Regions from separate parts of the Sus scrofa genome. Here regions 1 and 3 are each linked to region 2. A link is a contact called in public HiChIP or PLAC-seq data. All regions are on one chromosome and are shown on one strand. Each heading gives the region's core, a stretch centred on a gene start, on an enhancer-like site or on the middle of the called end of the contact. The rest is flanking DNA. Distances are from core to core; before and after follow the strand shown. Region 1 overlaps SVIL (supervillin). Region 2 has its middle 100 kb from the start of SVIL. Region 3 overlaps SVIL (supervillin).

Region 1 (3,816 bases), core at 593-3,092, 220 kb after region 2:
CTCCCATCCTGAAGAGGGCTGGGTTTACCCGCCTCCCATGAGGACATCTGCCTTCCCTCTCGCATGTGTGAGCCCCTTGGGGGCTGTCTTAAGTCTCCATGTAGGAGGCCTCACAGTCACAGCACGATGGGGTTGGAGGTTAGGGGGCCAACTCTATACGGCCCTTGACATTGACTTGAAAATGTTTGCAGGTCTTGGCCAGATTGTGCAATATTCAAGTAGGTATCAGTCTTCTAAATCAGATGTCCCAGCGAGTTCCCATCGTGGCTCAGCAGTAACAAACCCGACTAGTACCCATGAGGATGCAGGTTCCATCCCTGGCCTTGCTCAGTGGATTAAGGATCCCGTGTCGTCGTGAGCTGTGGTGTAGTTCCCAGATGTGGCTGGTATCCCTTGTTGCTATGGCTGTGGTGTAGGCTGGCAGCTGCAGCAGTGAATTAAGCCCTAGCCTGGAAACTTCCATATGCTCTGGGTTCAGCTCTTTAAAAAAAAAAAAAGCAAAAATCAATCAATCAATCAGTCAATCTATCTGAGGTCCCCAGGGGGAACACTCCCCAGTATTCTGTGCTGGTCTGTTTGGGAAAAGAATCTGAAAGAGAATGGATGTGCGTCCATGTGTAACTGAGTCGCTTTGATGTCCAGCAGAAATGATCACAATATTGCATATCAACCAGACGTCGATAAAATTTGAAAAAATGAAAAAACATAAGTAATGTACGGTTCCTAAATATTAAATAATAAATAAATACCATTCTCAAATGTAAAATAAATACGTGAAATACATCAGATACCCTCATCTGCTGTCCAGTTTGGAGGGTCTTGGCCATTTTTTTCCCCCTCCATTGGATGGAGAACCACATAGACACTGATTTGGGAAAAGTTGCATCCGCATTGGAATCTGGATCCCACCAGCAGCACTTGTACCCCTTGGAGGGTCGGAAACCCTATGTCCTGGTCATCTAGGAGGATGGCTCCAAGAAATCTCCAGAAAGAGTTTACTTGTACCTGCTTTTTGGAGATGTTTTAGTTAATCAGAATTTCTTTCTTTTTTTTTTTTTTAAATGGAAGTGTAGTTGATTGTCAATGGTGTGTTCACTTCTGCTATACAGCAAAGTGACTCAGTTACACATACGTACCTTCTTTTCTTTTCTTTTATATTTTTGTCTTTTGTCTTTTTAGGGCCACTCCTGTGGTATATGGAGGTTTCCAGGCTAGGGGTTGAATCGGAGCTATAACCGCTGGCCTACACCGCAGCCACAGCAACACCAGATCTGAGCCGTGTATGTGACCTATACCATAACTCACAGCAATGCCGGATCCTTAACCCACTTAGCAAGGCCAGGGATCGAACCTGCGTCCTCATGGTTGCTAGTTGGGTTTGTTAACCACTGAACCACGACAGGAACTCCCATATGTACCTTCTTTCAAAAAGAATTAAAAATAATTTCAAGTATTATTTAAAAAATTTTTTAAAAATTGAAAATATTCTTTTCCGTTATGGTTTATCATAGGATGTTGACGATAGTTCTCTAATGGGACAGAATTTCTTTTTTCTTTTTTTTTTTTTGGTCCCATTTTTAGGCCCATACCCATGGTATATGGTATAGTTCCCAGGTTAGGGGTCTAATCTGAGCTGGAGCTGCAGCTGCCAGTCTACGCTGTAGCCACAGCCATGCAGGATCCGAGCCGCGTCTGCAACCTACATCACAGCTCACCACAATGCCAGATCCTTAACCCACGAAACGAGGCCAAGATCAAACCCACATCCTCATGGATACTAGTTGGGTTTGTAACCCACTGAGCCACAACAGGAAGTCCTGGACAGAATTTCTTAATGTGAATTTGCTTCTTCTCTAGCTAACTCAGATTTAAGTAGACAGCAGTGTGGGAAACAGTGAATGCTGGCACACACTGTACACACACACACACACACTTGAGGAGGACCTCGGCACATGAGAGAAGACTCTCGGGCCAGCCAGCACCCTGGCGCCTTTGTAGACCATGCAGAAAAATAGCATTACTTGGATGCACTCTGGCTGCCCTCTGCAGTGTCATTTTAAGATGTTACTCATGTATTATTTGAAATTTAAAATAACATCTCTTGTTCTTGAGAGAAATCCATCACCTGCCATGAAGTTTATATAAAAATATCAACTCATTGCTGGAGTTCCCATCATGACTCAGTGGTTAGTGAATCCATCTAGGAACCATGAGGTTGTGGGTTCGATCCCTGGCCTTGCTCAGTGGATTAAGGATCCGGTGTTGCCGTGAGCTGTGGTGTGGGTTGCAGACACGGCTTGGATCCCGCGTTGCTGTGGCTCTGGTGAAGGCCGGCGGCTACAGCTCTGATTGGACCCCTGGCCTGGGAACCTCCATATGCCATGGGAGCGGCCCAAGAAATGGCAAAAAGACAAAATATATATATATCAGCTCAGTGCTGTAAATCCTAATGCCAAACAAACAAGTGTGCTCTGTGAGGTTTTATTTATCTAAGATCTGTCTTATAGATCAATTTATTGTAGATTTGATTTGATGGGGAACACCATGTACATCTGTGTCATCATTGCCTGAATGTCAGAAGTTACAGCGCAGGTTTCCCTGGTTTTGTCTGAAAGTCAGGAGCACCGTTTTCCCAAAGAGGCAAGGTACCAACTGTATGTTGAAAGAACCTTGAGTTGATAAAGATTGAAACCAAGACTCAACTTGATCTTTTTTCTAAGCATATCATGTAGGTGGTTATGATGGGATGTCGTTGCAAGTTGTATAGGGAAGGCCCCCAGCTTGACTTAAGCTTGATGGATGGAACTTGAAGAAATCAGTGTGGACATTTGTTTGAAGTACAGGGAACTCTTAGTTATTCCAAAAGTCAGATATGTACAAGTGGCAGATTTTGTGTGTGTGTGTGTGTGTGCTTTTTAGGGCCATACCTACCACATATGGAGGTTCCCAGGCTAGAGCTTGAGTCTGAGCTGTAGCTGCCGGCCACAGCTACAGCCACAGCAACATGAGAGAGATCCGAGCCACGTCTGTGACCTATACCACAGCTCATGGCAATACCGGATCCTTAACCCACTGAGGCCAGGGATCAAACCTGCGTCCTCATGGATACTAATCAGATTCATTTCTGCTGAGCCACGATGGGACCTCTAGTGGCAGCTATTTCTAAGCAACGGAAGCATGTTGCTTAGCATATAATATCACACTTATATTTGATATTGGTGTGTTTAATATTTAGGACTTCTGACAGTTACTGCTTCAGGAGCTCCCGCTGTGGCACATTGGATTGGTGTACTAGGACATGGGTTGGATCCCCAGACCTGGCACAGTGGGTTAAGGATCTGGCATTGCCGCAACTGCAGCTTAGGTCGAGACTGTTGCTCGGATCTTGATCCCTGGCCCGGGAGCTCTATGTGCCCCGGGGTGGCCAAAACAACCAAGCAGATACTGCCCCAATGATTGGTACTTAGCAGGTGTTCAGCGATTAGTTGTGCAGTGAAGAAATTGATGAATGGCCCTTGCGCGCACATGCACGCGCACACACACTCACAGGAAGGAGCCAAATGCCCAAAGAGCTGAGAGCATTTGATGTCCTCATCTGCTGAGCTCCCTAGTGGAAATTCGCTTTGTAACAATTCTGACTCATTCAGGCCTTCTCCAGAAGGAAGGTAATTACATGTTTTTATTTTAAACACTTCCGTTTTTATAGGGCAGGTGACCAGTGAGGAATAATCAGTTTTAGCTTTTAAACACAATGAGTAATTAAGCACAGTCGCTACTGCTGAGAAAATCGAAATCCAATCTGTTATTTAATCTGGT
Region 2 (3,948 bases), core at 1,289-3,788:
AGCCATCCATGCTCAACCAGAAGCTTCAAGACTCTGAGATGAAAGCTGCTCCCTTGGCTTCTGGGCAGCACGTCTGAGAGCCTGAAAGTGCCAAGCCCTGAGGACTACATTTCAAGCCCATTGCTGGCAGAAGGCAAATCTAAATTTAGATCTCTGAGCCACCGTGACAGCGACCATGTCCTTACATGATACAAAGTAAACAGGGCTGGAGTTCCTTTCGTGGCTCAGCAGTTACTGAACCCAACTAGGATTCATGAAGATGTGGGTTCGATCCCTGGCCTCTCTCAGTGGGTTAAGGATCCAGCATTGCTGTGAGCTGTGGTGTAGGTCATAGGCACTGCTCGGACCCCATGTTGCTATGGCTGTGGTTAGGCCAGCAGCTGTAGCTCTCATTCCACCCCTAGCCTGGGAACTTCCATATGCTGCCAGTGTGGCCCTAAAAAGAAAAAGAAAAAAAAAAAAAAAGTAAGCAGGGAAAGGGGCTGCCTCCACACTCAGGTCCCTCTGCACCCATGTGGAAAGCCTGTCCCCCATGACTATTTGCAGGGCACTGGTTCCAGGCTGGGCTCCATGGAAGAGGAGGGAGCGGCTGCAAAGAGGAATAGAGCTGATCCTGCTTCCAGAAATGCTCAGTCCCACAGAAGCAGGTGCTACTCGCGCTCCTGGGATCCAAACTGGCTTCATGGTCACAGAAAGGCTGGAGTGCAGAGAAGACGAGGAGGCAATACTGGGGGAAGGGAGAGTCTGCCAGATCGGATGTGCTGGGGCAGCAAAGACTGGGCAGAATAGAGATGCGCTACACAGCTCGGCAGGGAGATGAGTGCCAAGCTTACAGCTCTACTGTCCTTCACCTTCTGGTCTTGCCTGACACTCAGGATGCCCGTCAGCCATGAGCATTATCATTGCCATTCTGCTGACGAGACCAGAGAGGTTAAGCAACTGGGTTCGGGTCACACAGCCAGTCCAGGGCAACACTAGGCTGCAGGAACCCTACACCAGGGGGGACCCGGAGGAAGCGCGTGAGTCTTCTTAACCAGAACGGGAAGCCTGTCAGGCCCAAGACACCAATGTGCTCCAAGCAAGTGCCATCCTGAATGTGAAGGCAGCCCCATGGTTGGGGGCTGGCCCGGGGGATGTTGGCGCAGTGGCTGCTGACCTGGGGACAACCGGCCACTCCCTTCTCGGACAGGACAGCAGCACCTGCCTGATCAGTGGCAGCAGAAGCATCCACACAGGATAGGACCACAACCCTGCTGAGGCCCCCCACGGACACAGCGCCCATGGCAATAGAACAGACGGCCAAGAGCGCAATCCCCAAGGCCCTGCGGGATGGACACAGGCAGAGAAATTATCATAGTGGGACAGTCCCTAAATGAGCACTTACTATGCACCAGGGCCACCCCAGCCACTTCTGGTGGGTCACCTGCTTAATGCTCATTGAGTCCCCATCTTCCCTTTAACAGATAAGGAAACAGTCATGGGTCTTGAATCTGCTTCAGGAGAGAACTAAGCCAGCAGAGGGGCAAAGGGTCTGACACCAACATCCAAGCTCTCACCTCTGTGCCCTAATCCTCCCTCAGGTAGCACCTCCCCAGGGGAGAGAGGACTACTGATCACGTGGCTGTAAATCAGAACTGAAGCTCCTTGAGGGCAGGAATTTGCATCTGTTTTGCTCACAGAGGAGACCCTTCTTCTCAAATAGTGTGGGGGCACACAGGAGACCGTTTTTTTTTCTTTTCAGAGCCGTACCTGCGGCATATGGAAGTTCCCAGGCTAGGGATCAAACTGGAGCTGCAGCTGCCAGTCTACACCACAGTCACAGCCACATCAGATCCCAGCTGCATCTGCAACCTATACCACAGCTCGCAGCAACCTGGATCCTTAATTCACTGAATGAGGCCAGGGATAGAACTCTCATCCTCTCAGATACTATGTCAGGTTCTTAACCCACTGAGCTCCAATAGGAACTCCTGGAAGACTTTTTGGGCCACACCCACAGCTAGGGGTTGAATCGGAGTTGTAGCCACTGGCCTATACCACAGCCACAGCAACACAGGATCCCAGCCGCATCTCCAACCTATACCATAGCTCACGGCGACACCGGATCCTTAACCCACTGAGCATGGCCAGGGATCAAACCTGCAACCTCATGGTTCCTAGTCAGATTCGTTTCTGCTGCGCCACAACGGGAACTCCCTGGAAGACTTTTAATAAACATTTGTGATGTAAAGAACTAGAAAACCACCCAGAGATGTAAATGCTGAGTTGACCTACCAATTTGTACCCATGCATAAAGTCCTGTGGCTGGAAATTCAGATTTTTCCTTAAGGAGGCCTCCAAGTGAAGTCCCTCGCTGAAGTGATTTTACACACAAGGTGACTGGCGATGAGCCAGCCTCAGCCCAGTCCCTCCCTCATCCTGGCAGCTTATTGGTTCCCAGCAGCTGCTGCCCTGAGGCAGACTTGGTACAGCTGGACAGCACATCACCTCCCATCACCTCCCATCACTTCCTTTGGCCTTCAATGATGCAACCCCTCCTTTCACGAGACTGCAGTATCACCATGCATCACAGATCTCAACTCTCCTTGTAAACAGTGAAAGATGTCAGTATTGCGTCCACAGATGACAAAGAGCCCACGCTCTCCAGGGCTTCTGCCACCTATCCCGGCATGGGCGTGTGCAGGGGGTGGGGGGGTTCTGGTGTCTCCTGGTCAGGCATGTCCTACAGCCAGTGAGTGTCAGATTGGCTGGGAATCAGAAATGCCCTGAGAGGTGGGGGGGGGGGGTTCTCCCACATGGGGCAGGCGTTTCACCAGAATTGCACAAGCTGTCAAGTGAGTTTGTTTTGCTCTCCAGATAAATGAGGAGCCAAAGGGTGTTTTGCTAACTGTGAATTCTTGGCATTTTTTCAGGTTTCTAAATAAGCAAAGTTAACACTGCCAGTCTTCCCTGGCGCTGCCCGGGATTGTTTAATGAATAATAGAAATATGGATCCGGCGGCCTCAGAAGTCACCTAATGTGGGGTTTTCACACTTTTTTTTTTAAAGGGCACACTCACAGCATATGGAGGTTCCCAGGCTAGAGGTTGAATCGGAGCTACAGCTGCCAGCCTACACCACAGCCACCGCAACACGGGATCCAAGCCTCGTCTGCGACCTACACCACAGCTTACAGCAATGCTGGATCCTTAACCCACTGAGCAAGGCCAGGGATCGAACCCACATCCTCATGGATCCTAGTTGGTTTCATTAACTGCTGAGCCATGAAGGGAACTCTGGGTTTCACACTTTTTAGGTATTGGAATCCTTACTTCAAACGCAAGATTACCCTGAAGTCCATCATGGTATATTATATATTATATTATGTCATATCACATTATACTAAACTATATTATAAACAAATTATATTATGTAACATGTTATATATTATACTATACTATACTATACTATACTAGTATACTAATATTATAGACATACAATAAATATATGATAACATGTCACATATTATATTACATGAAAACAAGTAAAGGGCTGTGGATGACATCAGGTGGCAGCTGCCTCCCCCCCAGCCCTCTTTTACCTCCTTTCTGGCCCACAAGCACAGTTCCAGAAACACTGGCCTCCTCTAACCCCTCACTGAAATGATCGGAGGCAAAGGGCCTTACAGCAGGTTAGTGACCACGCTGGGGTGGCACCCCAGTTTCCAAGCTCAGGGGGAAGAGAGGAGGCAAGTCCAAGCAGAGGAGGCTCCCGCCGTGTCCCCAAGGCCCTGGGCAGGTTGTGGGCAAGTGGATCCTACTAATGATCCCCCCAGGTGACTTATTCAATGCCAGCTCATGATAAGCTGCTGAAGTTCACTTTAGTATAAAATCTGAGCTTGAGCATTGAGGGTCCTGACCCCAGCCTTTAGACCTCAGACATCGAGCTCTCCCAGGCCTTGACCTCCTGT
Region 3 (3,624 bases), core at 222-2,721, 180 kb after region 2:
TTGTCTCCCAAGTCAAGCATACGGAGGAGGCGGCTCAGGTGAGAGAGATTCACCTGGGTCCAGCCCAGTTCCCAAGGCTCCAGAGGTTGGTTAGTAACAAACAGATTTGTGGAGTAGGGAGGATAATAATTTTTTTTTCCATCTAAAACAGTCTTCTTAAACCCAACAGTTTGTCTTTGTGTGCCGCAACCATCTTTGTGGCTTCCAGTCCTGAGTTTGTGGCTGTCCAAAGTTCAGTGAGCAGTGGTGAAAGTGTTTTGTTGCTTTGTGGGAACTTTGCATGGCTGACTCCCACCCTCCCACCCCCACCCCACACACAGGCTCATTTCCTTGTAAGCTGCCTCAGCCTGGGCTTCTAGAGATGAACCCCATGCTCTCTACACGAGGAAAGAGCAGCTCTGACACCCCGCCTCCCATATGCTTCCCAAACTGACTTTTGACACCACCTCTGTCCTTTAAGAGGCTGGCAGTGTTATTGGCTGCTGTCCGGTTCAGGACCTTCTTTGAGTGAACTCTTTCCTAGGATGATGTTTTGTTTGGCAGGGGGAACGTAGATCTTTTTTTTTTTTTTGAAGTAGTTGACTTGCAGTGTTGTGCCTATTTCTGCTGTATGGCATATGTGACCCAGTCATACATATTTTATATATATATATATATATTCTTTTTCTTTTTTAATTTAATTTTGTATTAGAGTATGGTTGATTTTACAGTGTTGTGTCAATTTTTGCTCTACAGCGTAGTGACACAGTCATACATGTATATACATTCTTTTTCTTGCATGATCTTCCCTCATGGTCTCTCCCAAGAGACTGGACATAGTTCCCTGTGCTGCACAGTAAGATCTCACTGCTTATCTATTCTAAATGTAATAGTTTGCATCGACTAATCCCAAACTCCCTGTCCATCCCACTCCCTTCCTTGCCCCCTTGGCAACCACAAGTCTGTTCCCTATGCCTGTGAGTCTGTTTCTGTTCTGTAGATAGGTTCATTTGTGTCATATTTTAGATTCCACATAGAAGTGATATCATTTGTCTTTCTCCTTCTGTCTTACTTCACTTAGGATGATCATCTCTAATTGCATCTAAGGATGGTGTTTTCAAAAGGTAATATAGGAGTTCCCTGGTGGCTCAGTGGGCTAAGGATCTGGCATTGTCACTGCTGTGGTGCAGGTTTGATCCCTGGCCCAAGAACTTCTACATGCCACAGGTACAGCCCCCACCCCCCAAAAAAGAGTGATTTAAGCAAGTGATATCAGAAGGAGCAGGAAGGAAAGGGAAGCCCCTAAAACAGAAGACTTCCCCAAACCCCTCTGACTTAACCACTAACCAACTAGCCACCAACCAACTAACAGCCCTAGGACTTTCCTCTCAAGTCCAGATCTCAGGGCTGGAGCTCTGCTTGGGTCCAATGCCCCTTTCCCAGGCTGAGTCAAGGGGATGCCACACAAGGGGGACGGCCTTCTGAGGGTGACAAATGAGTTTGTCACCATGGGGGTCATCCTGTAGACACATGACGACTCACCGTTAGGACAATCACACAGGGAAGTGTCTGCTGCCCTTTGTCCTACTCTGTTGTACTTCCAGCACGGGGAAGGTTTTCCCTTTTCCTCCAGGAATGCTGGAGGAAAATCAGTGTGGAAGGTTTTTCTCTGCCCGGAATGAATGGCACAGACCATGTTCCAGCCCAGTTGCTCAACCTCAATGAGTTATTCTTTTTATTAGTAGTAGTAGTATTTTTCTTTTTAGGGCTGCGCCTGAGGCATATGGATGTTCCCAGGCTAGGGATCAAATCAGAGCTGTAGCTGCCAGCCTACGCCATGGCCACAGCCACAGCCACACTGGATCCAAGCCGCATCTGCAACCTATTCCACAGCCACAGCAATGCCAGATCTGAGCTGCATCTGCAACCTACGCTGCAGCTTGTGGCAACACTGGATTCTTAGCCCACTCAGCGAGGCCAGGGATTGAACCTGTGTCCTCATGGATACTATGTCATGTTCTTAACCTGCTGAGCCACAGTGGGAACTCCCTCAATGGGTTATTCTAGTTTCAATTTTTTTTTTTTTTTTTTTTTGGTCTTTTCAGGGCTGTACCCATGGCATATGGAGGTTCCCAGGCTAGTGGTCTAATTGGAGCTGTTGCTGCCAGCCTACGCCAGAGCCACAGCAATGCCAGATCCAAGCTGCATCTGTGACTTACATCACAGCTCACGGCAACGCTGGATCCTTAACCCACTGAACAAGGCCAGGGATCGAACCCACAACCTCCTGGTTCCTAGTCGAATTTGTTTCCACTGTGCCATGGTGGGAACTCCTCTAGTTTCAATTTTATTATGCAGTGTCTCTCTTTTTCTAAGGACCTGGGACTTTGTCAGTTCCCTCTGGTTATACACATCCAACTCTCTGATGAGTTTCAGAACATTCTGTCTTTTCAAGTCTTCCTTCATTACAAGGCTTCTTTCCCAAAGTCCCTTTATTGGGTCTGATGTCAATTTGTGTTGTGGAAAGGATTCATATTTACTCATGATAGCTCTGCTTTTAGACCAAATGTCAAATTTCATCACCAGAGAAAAATTAGAGCTTTGAAAAACCATCACATAAAAATGACTTTATTCAGTGAGTTCAAGATGAAGGGAAAAAAATGTTGTTACTATTGTTTATGGCCGCGCCTGCAGCATGTGGAAGTTCCGGGGACAGGAACTGAATCTGAGCCACAGCTTTGGCATTTAACTCACTGTACCAGCCTGGGGATCAAACTTTTGCCTCTGCAACCACCCCGAGCCACTGGAGTGAGATTCTTAACCCACTGTACCACAGCGGGATCCAAAAAAATGTATTTCTTAATTGCGTATTTTTTATGAGGGTTGAAAAGATGCTCAAATCACTGCCTATAATCTTTTGTCACCGATGTAGATGAATAATTGAATGGGAAAAAGCTCTTCTTAGAAGCAGAAAATGAATCACTGCAGCGGATCTGGCCTTGCTCACACAGGCGGCTGTCTTACACTATTGGCTGCTGTCTTTCCTAGATTTCAAAGTGGACATTTTTCTTTCCTCTTTTGCAGGAAGGGTTTGCATAGATGACCTGGAGACGCGGAGAGCTGAGTGAGGAAGAATTTGAAGTCCTTGTCCATCTGAAGCCATGATTTAAATACCAGCATTACGGTAAGTCTTTAGAAAGAAATACCACCGTTTTGTGGTTGACACGTCACTGGTTTTGCCTGCAGTCTGAGAGCAGGTTAAAGGTCATTATAAAGGGTAAATTTGTTTGAATCACATTCAGCCGATGGAGCTCTGAGAAAATTAAAGGGGCCTCGAAGGTAAGTTGTGGGACTGCAAACATCCGGGGGTGGGGAAGTGAGTCTGACAAGCTGGAAAAATCTGTCTGTCTTCAGTGGTCCTGTGTTCCAATGTCTGAAAGCAAAGCAAAGCTTAGGATTGGGGTTCTCTTTTGGAACTGAGCTCTGGCCACGACCGAACTTTCGGGGACCCTGAGTTAGATTGTTTAGAGGAGGGCAGAACCAGGCACAGAACGGGGAGTAGAAGCATCGTTCTGGGCACCTGCTGTCTGCACTGCTGCCCCCAGGGCAGTGTTTCTCAAAGTGCGTTCCACGGAACACATTTCT

Evidence for each region. HiChIP or PLAC-seq counts read pairs in DNA pulled down with a chosen protein or histone mark.
Region 1: an H3K27ac HiChIP or PLAC-seq map of alveolar macrophages shows a contact between it and region 2. The contact joins two enhancer-like sites. A contact is called at or near these places in 2 of 2 datasets of contacts at active chromatin or transcription factors (alveolar macrophages and skeletal muscle).
Region 3: a contact with region 2 is called in an H3K27ac HiChIP or PLAC-seq map of alveolar macrophages. The contact joins two enhancer-like sites. A contact is called at or near these places in 1 of 47 Hi-C or Micro-C datasets (liver) and 1 of 2 datasets of contacts at active chromatin or transcription factors (alveolar macrophages).

What each region holds. Positions count from the first base shown.
Region 1 is chr10:41,293,894-41,297,709 of Sscrofa11.1, forward strand. The region is part of intron 3 of SVIL (supervillin); the gene reads left to right. Among named protein-coding and RNA genes, the nearest start is that of SVIL, 120 kb to the left of the region's middle. Within about 2 kb of position 1,843, at least 1 of the 83 cell types and tissues checked has an H3K27ac peak or open chromatin away from gene starts, as enhancers often do. A contact at or near this core is called in alveolar macrophages, where this site is marked.
Region 2 is chr10:41,073,908-41,077,855 of Sscrofa11.1, forward strand. No RefSeq gene overlaps it. Among named protein-coding and RNA genes, the nearest start is that of SVIL, 100 kb to the right of the region's middle. Within about 2 kb of position 2,539, at least 9 of the 83 cell types and tissues checked have an H3K27ac peak or open chromatin away from gene starts, as enhancers often do. A contact at or near this core is called in alveolar macrophages, where this site is marked.
Region 3 is chr10:41,254,115-41,257,738 of Sscrofa11.1, forward strand. SVIL (supervillin) reads left to right here. Exons shown (of 36, transcript XM_021064788.1): 3 at 3,064-3,163. Among named protein-coding and RNA genes, the nearest start is that of SVIL, 80 kb to the left of the region's middle. Within about 2 kb of position 1,472, at least 1 of the 83 cell types and tissues checked has an H3K27ac peak or open chromatin away from gene starts, as enhancers often do. A contact at or near this core is called in alveolar macrophages, where this site is marked.